2 separate regions of the Triticum aestivum genome follow, and region 2 is linked to region 1. A link is a contact called in public Hi-C data. All regions are on one chromosome and are shown on one strand. Each heading gives the region's core, a stretch centred on a gene start, on an enhancer-like site or on the middle of the called end of the contact. The rest is flanking DNA. Distances are from core to core; before and after follow the strand shown.

What was found. Hi-C and Micro-C count contacts between places; a contact is called where the count stands out from the background.
Region 2: a contact with region 1 is called in a Hi-C map of leaf, with 2.9 times the contacts expected there. The contact joins the promoter of LOC123168759 here to the enhancer-like site in region 1. A contact is called at or near these places in 2 of 5 Hi-C or Micro-C datasets (leaf and root).

Annotation. Positions count from the first base shown.
Region 1 is chr7D:516,473,921-516,481,529 of IWGSC CS RefSeq v2.1, forward strand. It overlaps the pseudogene LOC123167258. Among protein-coding and RNA genes, the nearest start is that of LOC123167259, 6.2 kb to the right of the region's middle. Within about 2 kb of position 3,356, at least 1 of the 8 cell types and tissues checked has an H3K27ac peak or open chromatin away from gene starts, as enhancers often do. A contact at or near this core is called in leaf, where this site is marked.
Region 2 is chr7D:516,638,291-516,645,899 of IWGSC CS RefSeq v2.1, forward strand. LOC123168759 reads right to left here and starts at 2,341. Exons shown (of 7, transcript XM_044586626.1): 1 at 2,046-2,341; 2 at 1,329-1,435; 3 at 1,013-1,235; 4 at 620-813; 5 at 207-318. The coding sequence starts at 2,198.

The DNA of each region.
Region 1 (7,609 bases), core at 2,106-4,605:
GCCATATGTTAATATGGCGTCAATATATGGATCCAAAAAAACGCTCAGAAAAACATAACGAATCAAATCAAGAGAAAAAAAGGCTTTCATAGGCCGCCAAGCCTAAATCTCCAAGGCTTTCATGGGCCGCCAAGCCATTGAGTTAACCTTTTACACTTTGTGAACCGGGCCTCACATGACCGCCGTTTTAACCTTGAAAAGTTCAGGGTCTATGTAAGATTGACTGTCAAGAGTTCGGCGGGTCATTCCGGGATTACCCGGGCGGAGTGGCAGATTCTACAAAGCAGGATAACCCGAAAATTCTGGTGAATACACCTGGTGTTCCAAGCCAGTTCACAAGGGTAGTAACGCTATGTTCTCTTTGGTGAATACACCTATGTTTGAACAGGAAGCCCCCAAGTGCTTTGTAAGTATGGCGTAGAAGCCGAATCAAGAGGGATATTCACAGCTATGCTCAATGAGCAGGAAGCCCCCAAGTGATTTGTAAGTGTGGCGTATCAGCCGGATCAAGAGGGATATTCACAGCTATGCTCAATGAGCAGGAAGCTCCCAAGTGACCATCCGTAAAAGTGGCGTATGAGCCGGATCAAGAGGGATATTCACAGCTATGCTCAATGAGCAGGAAGCCCCCAAGTGACCATCATAAGATAAGTCCATAAGGCAGGATGCCCATGTTTGAACCGCGCATCATGGAAGCAAGTTCTCTTTGGCAACCTTTAATTTTTCTGAGAACTCAAACTTGCGAGAGATGGATTCTTTTTGAACCGGATATTGAGAGCTTCAAAGCTTTGTGAGAGGCAGATTTCCCTTGAGCTGGATTTTAAACCAGAACTCTTCATTTTAAGCCAGAAATTTTCTGACGGCCTTTAAATTTTCATCAATATAACAGTTGCCTCCGGGACCGGGTTATCTTCCCTCCAATAGCTCGGAGTTGTCGAATCTGCTTAAACTAGCAACATTTACTGAGCCATGTCCATGTAGCCCCCGAGTCCTAAAACGACTCGAGGAGTTGGCTTGAGATTCTTCATATTGAACCGTGATGTAAACCGGTATAAGTCTTTCAACGGCTCAGTGACATAATAGTCCCTTTTGCAATAGTCAACTTGTCCTGCATTGGAGAAACTTGCATGCCAGAGTAATTGCTTTTTTAAAGAAAGCAATATGTAATATAAAAATATACTGGATAGATTTCACCTGATATGTTAGGCCAGCAATTATCCACCGCGGAGTTGATGATCACCATGGTGAAGTTGAAATCAATCACGGCCGAGTCGGCCGCGGGAGCAGACAGATGAGCCGGCCGCAGTATTGTAAGCCAGCGCGGACGGGCGAATCAACTACGTCATATTGATGTAAATTGGGCCGTAAAAACGGCGGTTTGCACATATATTTGTCGAGCATCATAGCACGGTCAGATGCTAGCGCATGATAATGGTTGTGAATAGCTGATGAAAAGCATTGTTGTTCCTTTTGTTTAATGGGATCCCAGAACTAATCACGTTGAAGGTGGAGGCATTTTGGCGGCTCACAGCGAGCGCGCGGCAGCAACTTCGGTCGCAACAAAAAACATCTTGCCAACGCAGACAAGGCCGCGGCAACAGCGAGTGAGGGCGCTCCACGGCGGGTTAACAGGGCGACGCGACAGGCGGCTTCAGGGCTAGTCCAGCCCGCATGAGGCGAAGCAGCATATTGGCGCGGAGGTGGTCGGCGGCGTTCGGTCAACTCGGCGTGCGGCAGCTGAGGCGCCCGTGGCAGCAAGACCCGCGGGGGCACCGCAACATGACGAAGCCAGCGGGCGGCTCAGCGTAAGACTCATGCGAGGCCATGGCGGCTCAACAGCAGCGGTCGAGGAGGCCGTCCGCAAAACGGCTCCGCGGCAGAGGCTGCGGCAAGAGGAGCCACGGCGGGGACCGATGGCTCAGGACATGCACGAGGGGCGCCGGCAGCCCGAGGTATGGCAGCGGCAGGCCACTCGAAGGCCGGGGCAAAAACAGGCCACAACAGCAGCTTGCATGCAGAGGCCGCTCGACGGCCGGGCAGCTCGCAGCAGTGGAGGCCACTCGACGCGGGGTGGAGACGGCGCCGCAGCGCAGGAAGATCTTCGACCCGGCGCTGCTATAGGAGAAAACGCAGCTGCACGAGACCAGCAGTAGCAGCCGGCGGAGGCAAGGCAGGCCGGGTCGCGTGTGGCGGCTCACCGCAGAGATGAGAGAGCAGCAGAGGCGCGAAAACGCCGGGCATCACAGGAGCGTGGAGGCGGCACGCAGAGGTGTGAACACCGCCGGAGGCCGGCCGCGGGGCAAGGCCGTGGCTCAGGTAGCGGCGAGGTGGTTCCTTGGTGACACAGAGGAGGCCGGGTCGCTCGAAGCGGACGGCTCAAGACGAAGCGCGGCGCCGGCGACTTGAAGGCAACAGAGTGCAATGACGGCGGCTCGGAAACAGGGGGGGTATGTCGGCGGCGGGTTGAAGCAGCGGTAACCGCGGCTGCTCGGACAAGAGGCGTGGCGGCGCGGTCCAAGGCGAGGCTAAGGCGAGGCCGGCTTGAGGGGTGGCGGCGCAGGCGAGGCCGCGAGGACCGCTCAGAGCGAGGCCGAGCCGTCCTCGCTCGAAACGGCGCGAGGCGAGCCATTGTTCCGAGGCACGGCGATTCCAGCGAGGCCCGAGTCCGTGCCCACGTCCTCCTCCGGGTCGTTGTTTGTTTGATGAATCCAAGTCCATGTCCTCCAGGTCGTGGCCCCCTGCTGACTTATTTGCTGGCTTCACATGCATTGTACTTGGTAGTGCTAGTTGAACTCCAGATCAATTAAACATCGGTCTTTGTGCAAACGGAAAGGTGTAGTAGCACCCGGGGCTCCCGGCACCCCCTTATCTGGCCGTCCAGTGCTGCTGAGATTCGTGTTGGGCCTAAATGGAACCAGACCATTTGCAGCTTTATCAGTCTACTTAATTCTTCTAACAGGTAGCACTAGGCACCTATTTCCACGGTGCTTCCCGACATATGTGGCAGGTAACTGTAGCATTGAATGGCCCGATGCAGCCTCTGCTAGATGTACTAGAACAGCCGCACAGTTAACTACAGAATATACAATACCTTTTTCTCTCTCATAACTCTCTCCTCCACTCTCACGACCTCTCTCTCACACGTGAAAGAGACTCGAATCCTGGAAAAAGAAATTTGCATGCTCACACTGCCCCATTTGTTCTCTCTCCCAAGAAAACAATTATTTTATCTCTCTTTTCTCTCACACGGTCTCTCTCATGACATTTCTTTCAGTCCCTTCAAAGCCTATCTCTCTCCTCCCCGACAGCCTATCTCATCTCAACCAACGAAAAGTGACAGGTGCATGTAGAATGCCTGTAGCCAACAGTTCTCTAGTTGGTAATGTTGTATTGTCAGTTTGTCACATCAGCCGGGTGCCGGGGCACCGGGTACTAAAAATCCACTCTCGCAAACCTTGTGCAAATACTAGTGTTGCCTGGGATTTCACGTGGAGCTTGACGCTGATGCGTAATAGACAGCAGAATTGACCCATGACTTGATGTGTTGATAGTACTAGCAGTTTGTCTCGATCCTCACGTGGATCGCAGCAGAAATCCGTTTCTCGGTGGAAACTTCTGTTTGGACCGATTCTGTGGCGTACAACACACCGCCCCAAGAAAGGAAATCCTCTGAACTCCTATCGGACTCGGCGACTTGCGGCAAAGCAAAAGCAAAAAAACTAATCTTCTGTTGGTTTCGTCGGATCGCCAAAGACGGGTGCGGTGCACTAACCGCAAAACCCTAAATTTCTTTCTATCACAAATCTTCGTACATGTTGTTCCCGCTGTCTGCCAGAGATGACGTAGATTCTTTCGAACTGGCTCTTCTTCATTTAGAAAATTGCGAATTCCTCGATCCTGGGAGAGATCCCTCTAAGAACTCAACACCACCGTGCGTAGGCCCCACGGTGGGCGCCAACTGTCGTGGATTTGTCACGGCAAATGTCCTAGTGTGAGGACTTAGTCGTGAGGCCAACGCATGTATGTGATAGGTTGAGAGGGGTTGATTGGAATCGAGAGACGCAACACAAGACAAGGGTTTAGATAGCTTCGGGCCCCGGGAAACATCATCCGGTAATAACCCTGCATGTTGTTTGTGGCTTACCATGTTTGAGCACATGCCTTCACATGATACCCTCCGGTGGTGCTAAGTGCGGCACCAACACTGTAGGTGCAGAACCTTCCTGCGGGACTGTCGCGTTTATGAGACTGCCGCGTTAAAATTGTGCATTAGGTATTTAACCATCGCACCACCCTCTCATACATATATTTGGGTCATATGCAGGTGGATGTGCTCTTCCTACCCTCCCTCACGCAGTATTTGGAAATTGAGGGCATCGAAAATAAGACCCATGGAAACTAGTTGGGAGAAAACGGGTGAGAAGGAAGTGAAAGAAATAATATCCAAGTAGTAAACACAAATGTAATGAAAATCATTTTAAAACCATTTTTGCATTAAAATATAGACTTGCAAATACTTAAGCCGAGTGCATTCACAGGGCATACGACTTATATGCCATGTAAGCCGAGTGCTCTCACATGGCACATGGCTTATCGGCTGCTCCATGACGGCGCCGTCAACCACCTTCGCCGTAGACACGTGACAGATATCTTTGCTGAGTGAGCGCTATAAGCCGAGAGTTTTCTTTTTATATATGCCGTGTACGTCATTTAAACCGAGGGCTTTTTTGGACCACTCGGCTTACAGGATACCATAAGCCGGATCAGTTTGTTTACCGGGTGTTTTTTCCTTTGCACTCAGCTTAGAGGAACATAAGCCGAGTCCCTAAAAAAATAGCTCACGGTTTATAGACTAACACACGGCAAAATTGGATTTTGATGTACTGCAAACACAAAGATGAAACCGACCGTTCCGATGAAATAGAATCATGACATTCCATTCCACTTTGTTCTGGAACCAAACACATCCTTACACTGCAGATCTTGAGGATAGGATTGCCGGAGGAGTAATATATGGGCGGTGCGATGAGGTTTCTAGCTAGATGCTGGGATGTGTGGGGTTATGATAGAGCAAGAACACCGCCTGCGCGGAGCCCCCCATTCATGACTGCATGGGGCACGTAGTACGTGTCAGACCGCCTGTGGTGGCCGACGCGAGCGTACAACCACCAGATTGGAAACTTCCACCTCAGGCTTTTCTTTTCTGTAGCTCGTAGTAGGATCAGTATGCGTACGTGTTTGCTGCCGAATAAACGCAGGGTGACATACAACTTGCTAACATACTAGCTCGTTTTGACATGGCAGCAGTGCCGCACGTCGTCATCCTCACGAGCTCCGGCTTGGGCCACGTCCTCCCGGCGTCCGAGCTGGCGAAGCGCCTCGCCGTGCACCACGGCTTCACCATCACAATGGTCACTTACGCCAGCTTGTCCTCGCCCGGCCACTCCTCGCCGCTCGCCTCCCTCCCGCCGGGCGTCTCCGTCGCCGCGCTGCCGGAGGTGTCCCTCGACGACCTCCCCGCCGACGCGCACTTGGTGACTCGCATCCTCACCGTCATCACTCGCGCCCTGCCAGCGCTGCGCGACCTACTACGCTCCCTCCTCCACCTCCCGGCGGGGATCACAGCCTTCGTGACCGACATGCTCTGCCCCGCGGCGCTCGCCGTGGGCAAGGAGATGGGTCTTCCTGGGTAGGTCTTCTACACCTCCAGCCTCATGTCTCTGTTATCGTTTCTCTACATCCCGGAGCTCCACAAAGTGCTTTTTACCGGAGCCAATTGCGCACCTACTCACAAATCAGTACCATTAGTCACTTTTTTTGCCATGCAGTGTCAACTCTAAGCCTAAGTGTTGCAAAACAGACTAAGCCACGTATAAACACGTATTGACGATGTATCTGACCAGCGGGGCCCGCATGTCAACAGCCAACTTGGCATATTTTTTTGCTGGCTCGCCGGAGCCTCGTCGCTGGCTCGCCGGAGCCCCGTCGCGCGCCTCTCAGCCGCCGCACGGGTGTTGACTGCATCTCCGCCCGGCCATCGCGTGCGCACACGCCCGCTGCGCCGTCCCCTTTGCTCTCAGCTCCGGCCGCAGGTGGCAGGGGGCAGCCTGATTCCGGCGGCAAGTAGAGCAGAGGAGGCGTGCCACGGCCGGATCCGTTGTCGGAGGTGTGCCACGCAGAGAGGATGGACGGTCTCCGGCAAGGCATGGGAGGGAGCAGTGGGAGGCCCATGGAGGTACGGCGGCCTGAGGGGGAGAAGAAGGAAGTGGGTAATGGCCCGGTGGTTGGTGGCGACGGGGTCGCGCGGATCCGACGCCGGGTAGGTGCGGGAGGACTGCGACCGGGCCCGCCCCTACGCGGAGCTCTGGATGGGCACGCACCCGGCCGCGCCCTCCGCTGTGCTCCCCGGCGGCGAGCTGCTCGGCGCCTGGCTCGCGCGCCACCCCGCCACGCTCGGCCCCGCCGTCGCCGCGCACTGGGCCGGCGACCTGCCGTTCCTCTACGGCACCCGGCGACGCCGACGGTGTGGGTCTCGCCGACCCTCCGCTGCTGCAACTCGAATCCATGGACGAATCCGGGGGCGTGCTGGTCGGCGCCCTCGGCAGCAAGATCCTGGCCCTGTGGCAGCCAACGGCGGACAGGCACTCGACGACCCACGCCGTCGCGTACGGCACGGACACCGACAAGCTGGCCGTCGGCCCCCCGCACCCGGACGCGCTTCTGACCATGCGCTTCGTCGTCGCCGCCGGAGAGCGGCTCTACGCGCTGCACGAGGGAGGCCTGCACTGCTTGGAGTTGGTGTTGGACGAGGCGGAGGAGCACCGGTGGGCGTGGACGAGGGTCTCGTCGCCGCTGCAGCTGCCGGGCGGTGGCGGCGACCCGGAGGAGGACGACGAGCCCATCGAGATCACCTGCACCCCGACGGGCGCAGCATCTTCGTCTCCGCCCACGCAACGCGCCGCGGCGGCTACGCGGGAACCTTCTCCCTCGACACGGCCGTCGGCTCGCTCGGCGGGGACGCTGAGTGGACGCCCCGCGGCGAGTGGCTGCTGCCGTTCCAGGGCCACTACGACGCAAGGGTTGTTTTTGTAGAAGAGCATGCCACGTCAGCCCTGACGCACGGGTCCCAGCGGTCAGATACACCGTCAATACGCGCTTATACGGCTGTCAGACTGTTTTGCAACACTTAGGCTTAGAGTTGGCACTGCATGGCAAAAAAAAAGACTAATGATACTGATTCGTGAGTAGGTGCGCAAGTGTGGTACCAACGTGCAATTAACTCTTTACCGGAGCCGGGAGCTACCGGTGAACCTCTAGCCAATAAGAGTAGGACACCACATCAAGTCTATTATATACGGGAGTTCTATTCCGAAAAATGCCAATGGTGGCCGCGCTGCAGGCAGGCCGGAATCTCGGCCGCTGCATGTGCACAGGGATGCGTGCTGGCGTTGTATATGTCATGTATTTGATTTGTTTTTGGCTCGTATTGAACTCGTCTGGCCCCACACACATGCAAAAGGCAGCTAGGCTCCTGCTCATCTGACATGTACGCACAGCGACCGCAGGCTCAAGACCAGTACACACCCTTGTGCATGAATGCCGTGGAGGA
Region 2 (7,609 bases), core at 1,091-3,590, 160 kb after region 1:
AGACGCATTCAGCGGTCAATAATTAACAGAAATACAGAACATTATTTCTCATGTAATGCCCAAAGTGGTTTAAGCTTTTTGGATTGGCTAATTGTTCGGTGGACTGGCGAATAAAATAGCAATTCTGAAGACACCAGTTTTAATATGTTAAGTTATGAACCACGTACAATATTGAATCAAAAGTGCAAACGAGACAGGTACTATACCGCATTTGAAGGGGATGGCCAACAGTGGATAGCCGCTCCAGCATGAATGGCATCAATTGAACATGAAGCAAAAGGGAGCCTCGAAATATCAGCCCTTACAAGTGCGAGGTTCCTGAAGAACCAGAAGAAGAAAACAGTAAGTATTTGGTGTACTGTACTTAGAACAAAAGGAACATTCTGAGGTAGTAACAGATTGAAGCAAGGGAGCAGATTATCACATATCGTTCAATTACATGCTGAACACATAGATTGTAGTCTTTTATGTTATTAAACTAAAATAAAGCACCAGTTTCCACACAAAAATTTGTGATGGCCCAAGTTGTCTACTTGACGGTTTGTTAGAGTTGGATGCTGTAAGACATATTTTCAAGCCTCACAGGAAACGCTCAAAATAAGCACTAAGAAAAGCTCACGTGTTCATAGGGGTTTCTTCTTGTCTGATGTAGTCATAGCATTGGCGGAGCATATTCTCAGAAAAGTCCAAAGCAATCACAGCTGAGTATGCCCCAGAGCTTGCAAACTTCCTTGAAAACAATCCACTGCCACAGCTGACATCAACGAGTATACCACCAGCGACTGGTTTGAAATAATCTTGAGCCATTTGGAACTGATAAATCCAACGGTACATCAGAATTATACGCATATTAATATGGATATTTTCTTGGCATGAAAACTGGAGACAGCATTTTGTTGCAGCACCAAATACTTGGCATTGACAGATGTACGACTTAACATAAATAGTTTCTCACTGAGCAGTAACAGCTTAAGGCTATGGAATTGAAGAATGAGGCAGCCAAGAAATGTACCTCTTCATCGCGGCCAGGGAAGCCACTGCGATTGAAGTTCTGACGCCACCCCCTCTCGTAAAGAAAGGAGACGAGCGGGCTCCTGAACAGTTCGGTTCTAGCGGGCTTGAGTTCACTGTATTCTTTCATTCCTGAGGTAACAGTGAGATCCAAGAAGACATCTTTGCTGGTGAATGACTTGTTGCATTTTGAACACTTGAATCCGGACCTATAAATCGCCGGCCTGGGACACACGTAGACGCCAAAACAACATAAATCCTAATCCACAACCAAATATGCACGAGAGATGAAGATAATTCATGGACTTTAGACGTACAGGTTCATGCCTGGCGGCCCTTTCCTTATCAGCGGTTCATAGCAAACAGGGCATGCGAACACCTCGGTTTTTGGGGTGTCATTCAGCTCGGTTTTGATCTCCTGAAACTGTTCGCATAGTAAGTGTCAGTTTCACACGGTATGATTAAAGTCCTATCTTGGCATAACATCAAACACCTTGTATGCAAAACATTCACCTTGGCTTATCCTTAACGTGACTGTACACTATGCTATTAGACAGGCTGCTTATTTCTGAACCATACACGACCACTGTTAGCAAGATTAGCTCTCTAGTACTTACTAAATAGTACAAGCTAGATTGCAGATACCAGGCATCATATACATATAAGGCAACAGGAATCCAGATATCAGCAGGTATATAACCATTTAGTTGAGTCTTTCTCTCTCGTTGCCACGTGAGGTTCAGTCTTTCCCTATCGTTGCCAAATACCAGCAGTGCACGCCATGACTCACATCATCTCACCTCCCAAACTGAAAAGCTTTGCTAAACGTAGGACTATCTCGACACAATTGATTACTCTTGGAGCAAATACAAAGCTTGGTTCCTGCGAAAGCCCGGCCTAGGCATAACACCAAACATTTGGTGTGCGACAATCGTTCCCACGTTTTTTTAGCGCGCCCACAGTCACACACAACGCGTTCCCTTGGCTTCCCTGAGATGAGAATCAATCAGCTAGTGGTGTAGGTAGGTACGTACCGGGTCGAGGGCGATGGCCGCCGCGGCGACGGCCACGTGGCGAGCCGGCAGCGGCAGGGCTGGGTTGCGGCCAAGGCGGCAGGGGAAGCGCGGGGGATGGAGCGACGGGGAGGAGGAGCAGGAAGCCGCCGCGGCTCTCACCGCGAGCTCCATGGGCGACGCAGAGCAATTGCAGTCGCGCTGGCTGCAGCCTGGAGACGCGCCGGGAAGGGAAGGGAAGGGAAGGAAAGAAATGCTGCTTGGCAGAGGAGCAGGGGTGTGGTGGTGGTGGTGGGCTCTGGCGTGGCGCCAGCTGCGTCCGTTCGCGCCTTCGGCCGTTGCATCACGATATTGCAGAGGGGCAGCACTCTTGCGCCCGGTCGACCGGCCGGATTCTAGATCGGTCACCTCCCGAGCCCTCGGATTTGCGCAACTAGAGTCGTTGGATCAAGTCAACCCCTTCACACGCACGACTCGTGCTCTCTGCTGCACGCGCACTCCACACTGGGAAAAGAAAAGGGGGACACCGCCCCGCATCGCAACCGAGCGTTGGTCTTCTACCTCAGCAACGCCGGCTGCACCGGGAGCCGGCACAGAGAACCCGCTCGCTGCTCGCATCACCACTAGATCCTTCTCGCAGAACTCGTCGTCGCCCCTCGTAGCACCGGGCGTCCCCGCTTCCGGCGATCGAGCGCGAGGTCGTTGCCATTGCAGTGCAGCCCACCGCAGCATTCCCTCTCCGACGGTCGTAGCATCTGTCGTGGCCGGTCCCAACATCCTCGATCGACACCCCTAGGTGGTCGCCGGGACGATGAGGGTGTACTCATTCGACTGCACTTGACGTAGCTGTCAACAAGCGGGTAGCTTCAGACTTCATGGGAGTATCAGAAGTACAACTCAGCAAAAAAAAAAAACGTTCCCTAGTAGCCGCCAAATTGCAAAACCGGGAATTTCTTTCCAGTTTGCACTGCCCCCCTCCACCCATCCTTCCAACCGCGCAGCGGACGCTACCAAACAAACTTTCAAAGAGAAAAGGGGGAGGAGAGCCACATTTCGTTCACAGTTCATCTAGCACAAGACAAACCCATTGTTCAAATGCTTCTTCTTCTTCTTGTACATGTACTTCGGTTACAATGGCGAACAACCGGGACATTGACTTGTAAACTGAAAAAATAAATCCTATACGCACGTATGCTAGCTGCTACAGCTGTAGTATGGTACCTCCTGAATGGCTTACAAAATCAGAGAGACAAAACCTACAGAAGTAAAAAACGACGGTTGCTACTATGATTCAGTTCAGGCGATGGTGACCGTGGTGAGACGCTGGGCCGCTGGCACCGGCGAGGGCGGCAGGCGCGAGTTGAAGTTCCGGTACAGAAAGGCGGCGTCCTCGGTGTCACGCTCGCCGTCGTCCAAGTTGAGCGCGTAGCTGAGCGGGTCGTACCTGAACTCCCCCGTGGCCGCCACGCGTCGCCTCCACCTGGCCGGCCCTGACGCTGCCGGTGTGTGGCCTCTCCGCGCCGCTGCCCGGCAACGACGGTGAGCCAAAGCAGCCGCACACAGTGGTCCTAAGCTTGTGGCGCAACGAGGGCGGCGAGTACGGGGACGACGACGACTCCACCGCGTCCATGATGTGCTTGGTCGAGTTCTGAGGTGTGTGAACTGACTGACTGAGAGTGTGCTCTGCTGCTGGGCTGGGTGTGGTGTGGGTGTGGGTGGAGAAGGCAGGCCGGGGTAGGCGGGCTAAATAGGTAGGGATGGCGGGAAAAGACGGATAAGGAGTGACAGGGGCCGGCGACAGAGCGAAGGGCGTATAAGAGACGCGCACACGACGCGACGGCGGGGAAGCAAAGCAAGCAGCCAGTATCGCCGTAGCGCACGCGGACGTACCGCCTTCTCATCAGACAGAACATGGTAGAAGAAGACACACGGCCGAAAGGAATGGAGTGGAGAAAAGGAACTCCATGTTTTCTTTTTCTTTTTTGACGAAATACAGCCAGATGCTGTTTTTCATTCATTAAGAGGAATAATCCATCCGGGAAATACATGAGAGCAAGGTGTACCAGAGTTGTTGGCACCCTCAACCAGGAACTTTACATATGTAGAAAAGAGAACTCCATGTTTTCTGTATGGGAGAAATGCGTGCAGAAGGAACCGACGGAGTGAACGCCGGCCGAATCGGATGCTACGACGGCTCACCACGGCCAAGGCGAAAAAGGTCTCGTGTCTGTACGGCCCGCGGCGACCAACGGACGGGCAAGATCGTTCGGTGGAGGCGACGATCCACGGCAGGCCTCTTTCCGTTAACGTGATGGCGTCCGCGACTCCTGTTCAAGTGAGCGCTTGGTCAAAACGTGCAGCTCGACGGAGTAGACCAAGTTTGGTGTGGCTTGGCATTGGCGCAAAACTGCTTCCTTGTTGCTCCATGCGTTGCACATCTCCTATTCCTAGCGGGTTGGTTTCAGCTCATGTGGAGTGGTGGCGTCATGCCAGTAATTGATTAGTTTACGTACGTAGAGTGATCTTATCTGATCTGATCTGATAAGCCCAGGAAAAAGGAGTCGATATATTAAGCTCAGCTGGAGCGTTAGTGCTACTATGCCCAGTTGCCCGCGATCAATCTATCCATTCGTCACACTCACACCATCAACAAAGCGCATGTACCTCCGTTAAGCTAAATCCAGCGCGAGTATCAGTGCTACGCCTTTTGTCCATGATCAATTTATTAGTTAGTACTATTAAGCTCAGCTTGAGGGCTGTGATAAGGATCGATTCGTCTGACTCTGACAATGTACGCTTCCGTTTACGAGGCCGATCTCTCTGCGCACGTCGATCGCCTAGCTGTCAGATATGTGTTTAATCAGACGGTTTAGGAGCAACCTCTAGGTTTGCAACTGGGCCACTATTCCAATTTTTCCAATCCAACAACTGGTATGTTGCAAACTGGCGAAGCACGTTCTGGCAGAGATGACCGAGAGACACGCGTCGGCACCGCCGCCGGCCAGCAATCTCTCTGCCTTCCCGCAAAAAAAAAAGAAAAAAAAAAGCAATCTCTCTGCCACCATGCCTCCCCCGGTCTGCGAGCTCACGTAATTTTGTTGCAGCCGCAACAGAGTTTGTGTTCCATAACGAAAATAAAGGGAAATAAAGGCCTTAATTTGGACTGAGCACAACACTTGGCTTGTTGCAGATTACCGTGCTTGCGTGAAGGGACATTGGACGGTTCTTCTATCTACATCCAAATGCCGGGAAGGCGGTCTATCTATTTACATCATCACTCGGCCGACGCGTAGCGCGGCCCATAAATAAACAAACGGTCCATGGCAATACCACACGCGAATGGAGTGGTATCCACCCACCCATTGACCTATCATATGCTAAATCTTTCTTTAATTGATGTACTTAAGCACTGATCACTCATCGGTTTTGGCACAAGCTCTGTAGTCAGAGCTTGTTGTGATGGCCTGTTGGTCTTTATGGTGGGGGAGGAGGCGCATTAGTCATAATATTCAGGTGCAAACCCTTGAAATTCTGCAGTGGCAATTCACGTGTTGTGCTCAAATTTCAGGTCTGCTCCGGTTCCTAATGCAAGAGTGACAATGGAGATTTGGACTCCACCAAAAGGTGATTGCGTTAAGATAAACATTGGTGCTTCATTCGATCCACATTATTTGAGGAGAACTACTGACGCCGTCATTCGAGAAAAAATAATGAAAGTTTATCGCCACAAGTAATGTACAGTTGGATTTGGTTCAAGATGTTCTTTCGGCTGAGGCTTCGGCTCTCAAGAATGGATTGCTCTTAGCAGAATCCATGGGTTGTAATAGAGCTGTTGTGAGCTCTGACAATATAGAATTAATAGAAGTTATGAAGAATGAGAGACCACCTATGGATATTGCTGCAGCAATCTTTCATGATTGTTTTTCCATGGAGCATGAATTTGTTAAGGTTAAGCATGAGCATGCCATTAGGGGAAACAAATTATGTAGCTCATGAACTAGCCCAGTTGGCTAAGTTTCAAGTATGTAGGGTCTGGCTTGATGATCCTTCCCCCCACTATTGTACCTCTCATGGTGAATTATCTAACATTATTATCTAATGAATAAAGAGGTTATTTTGAGGTAAAAACAATCCTGCTTTAATTCCTCCACCTTGGGAGTACTATCTAGCTAAACTAATCACATTGGTTAACCTGCACGTTCTCGGTGCCCCACGTCAAGTCGTCAGCACCATGTCCATGTGTATAACAATGCTACACAGGAAATACAGAACAGAGATAAGGCCGGCTAACCATGCACCAGCGACCCCTGTCACAACTCACAACCCTCTAACTGTCATTTCTTTTCTTTCTTTTTTGATAAAAGGAGCATCGCTCTCAAATCCATTTCTGAAACAAACAAACCGAATCTATGATCCTGGGTAAGGATGGCAATTTTATCCACGGACATGGATACCCGCGGATACCCGACCCGAATGGGTAGGGTTTGGGTACATTTGTACGTCCATGGGTAGCATCCGAACCCGACCCGATTATTCATGGGTAGGGCATGGATATAATTATGTATCCGTGGATATACCCGAACCCGACCCGATAGTATGACATGGGGCAAAATTCAATGATCCACAATATCCCACCTTCTAATTTTTTTTTATAGAAATGATAAATGAATTGCATAATCCCTCCCAACCGTAATTTACCCCAGCGCCGCTTCACATTCTTTTTCTTAACTGGCTCATTCCTGTATCTCCTCGTTAAACAACCCGCCGTCGTTAAGCAGCGCCCCCCGTCTCCTCGACTTGCTCCTCCCGTAGCCATAGGAATAGCCGTCGGCGCCGCCAGCCCTCACCACTACTTAGAGCAAGTATAATAGAGCTGAGTCAGCGGGCTATACATGTCGTCGTTCCCGTGCGTGCGTGGAGAAGCAGAGAGACTCTATTTTTTCGCATGTATAGACCAATAGCTTCTCAAGGCCCTGTTGTGGTTAGCACTTTTCAAAGTAATTTTGTTAGAATCTAATAGATGATTTGATGTTGTGCACTTGTGTTATGTTGTTTTGTCAAAATTTGAGTGCTTATGTGTATCTTGTGCAATTGTGCTATGTATTTTCTATATCTGTTGAGAAAACCCGATGGATATCCATACCCGATGGATTTTCATCGGGTTTGGACATGGACATTGTTTTTCGCCCATGGATTTTTTCATGGATGGGCACATAATGTCTTCATGGACTTGGATATGGATTTAATATTGTTCAACCCGAGCCGAACCCGACCCATTGCCGTCCTTAATCCTGGGCAACTGGGCCAGGGTGTTAGATAATAACGAAATAAAACGAGACACGAGAGACACGGATTTTCACGTGGAAACCCTTGCGGAAGAAAACCACGGAACGCACGGCGGCGTATCACTATAATTGGGAGGAGTATTACATTACACGAGAGGACAAACCCTCTACGTGGTAATCTGGTGGATCTCTCTCTCATCTATTCTATGACTAGTTGGTACTATATAAAGGGACAAACAACTCTCTTTCTTGATGGACACGAAACAGAGTTGTAGTCATGCTACGTCTAGCACGGTTGGC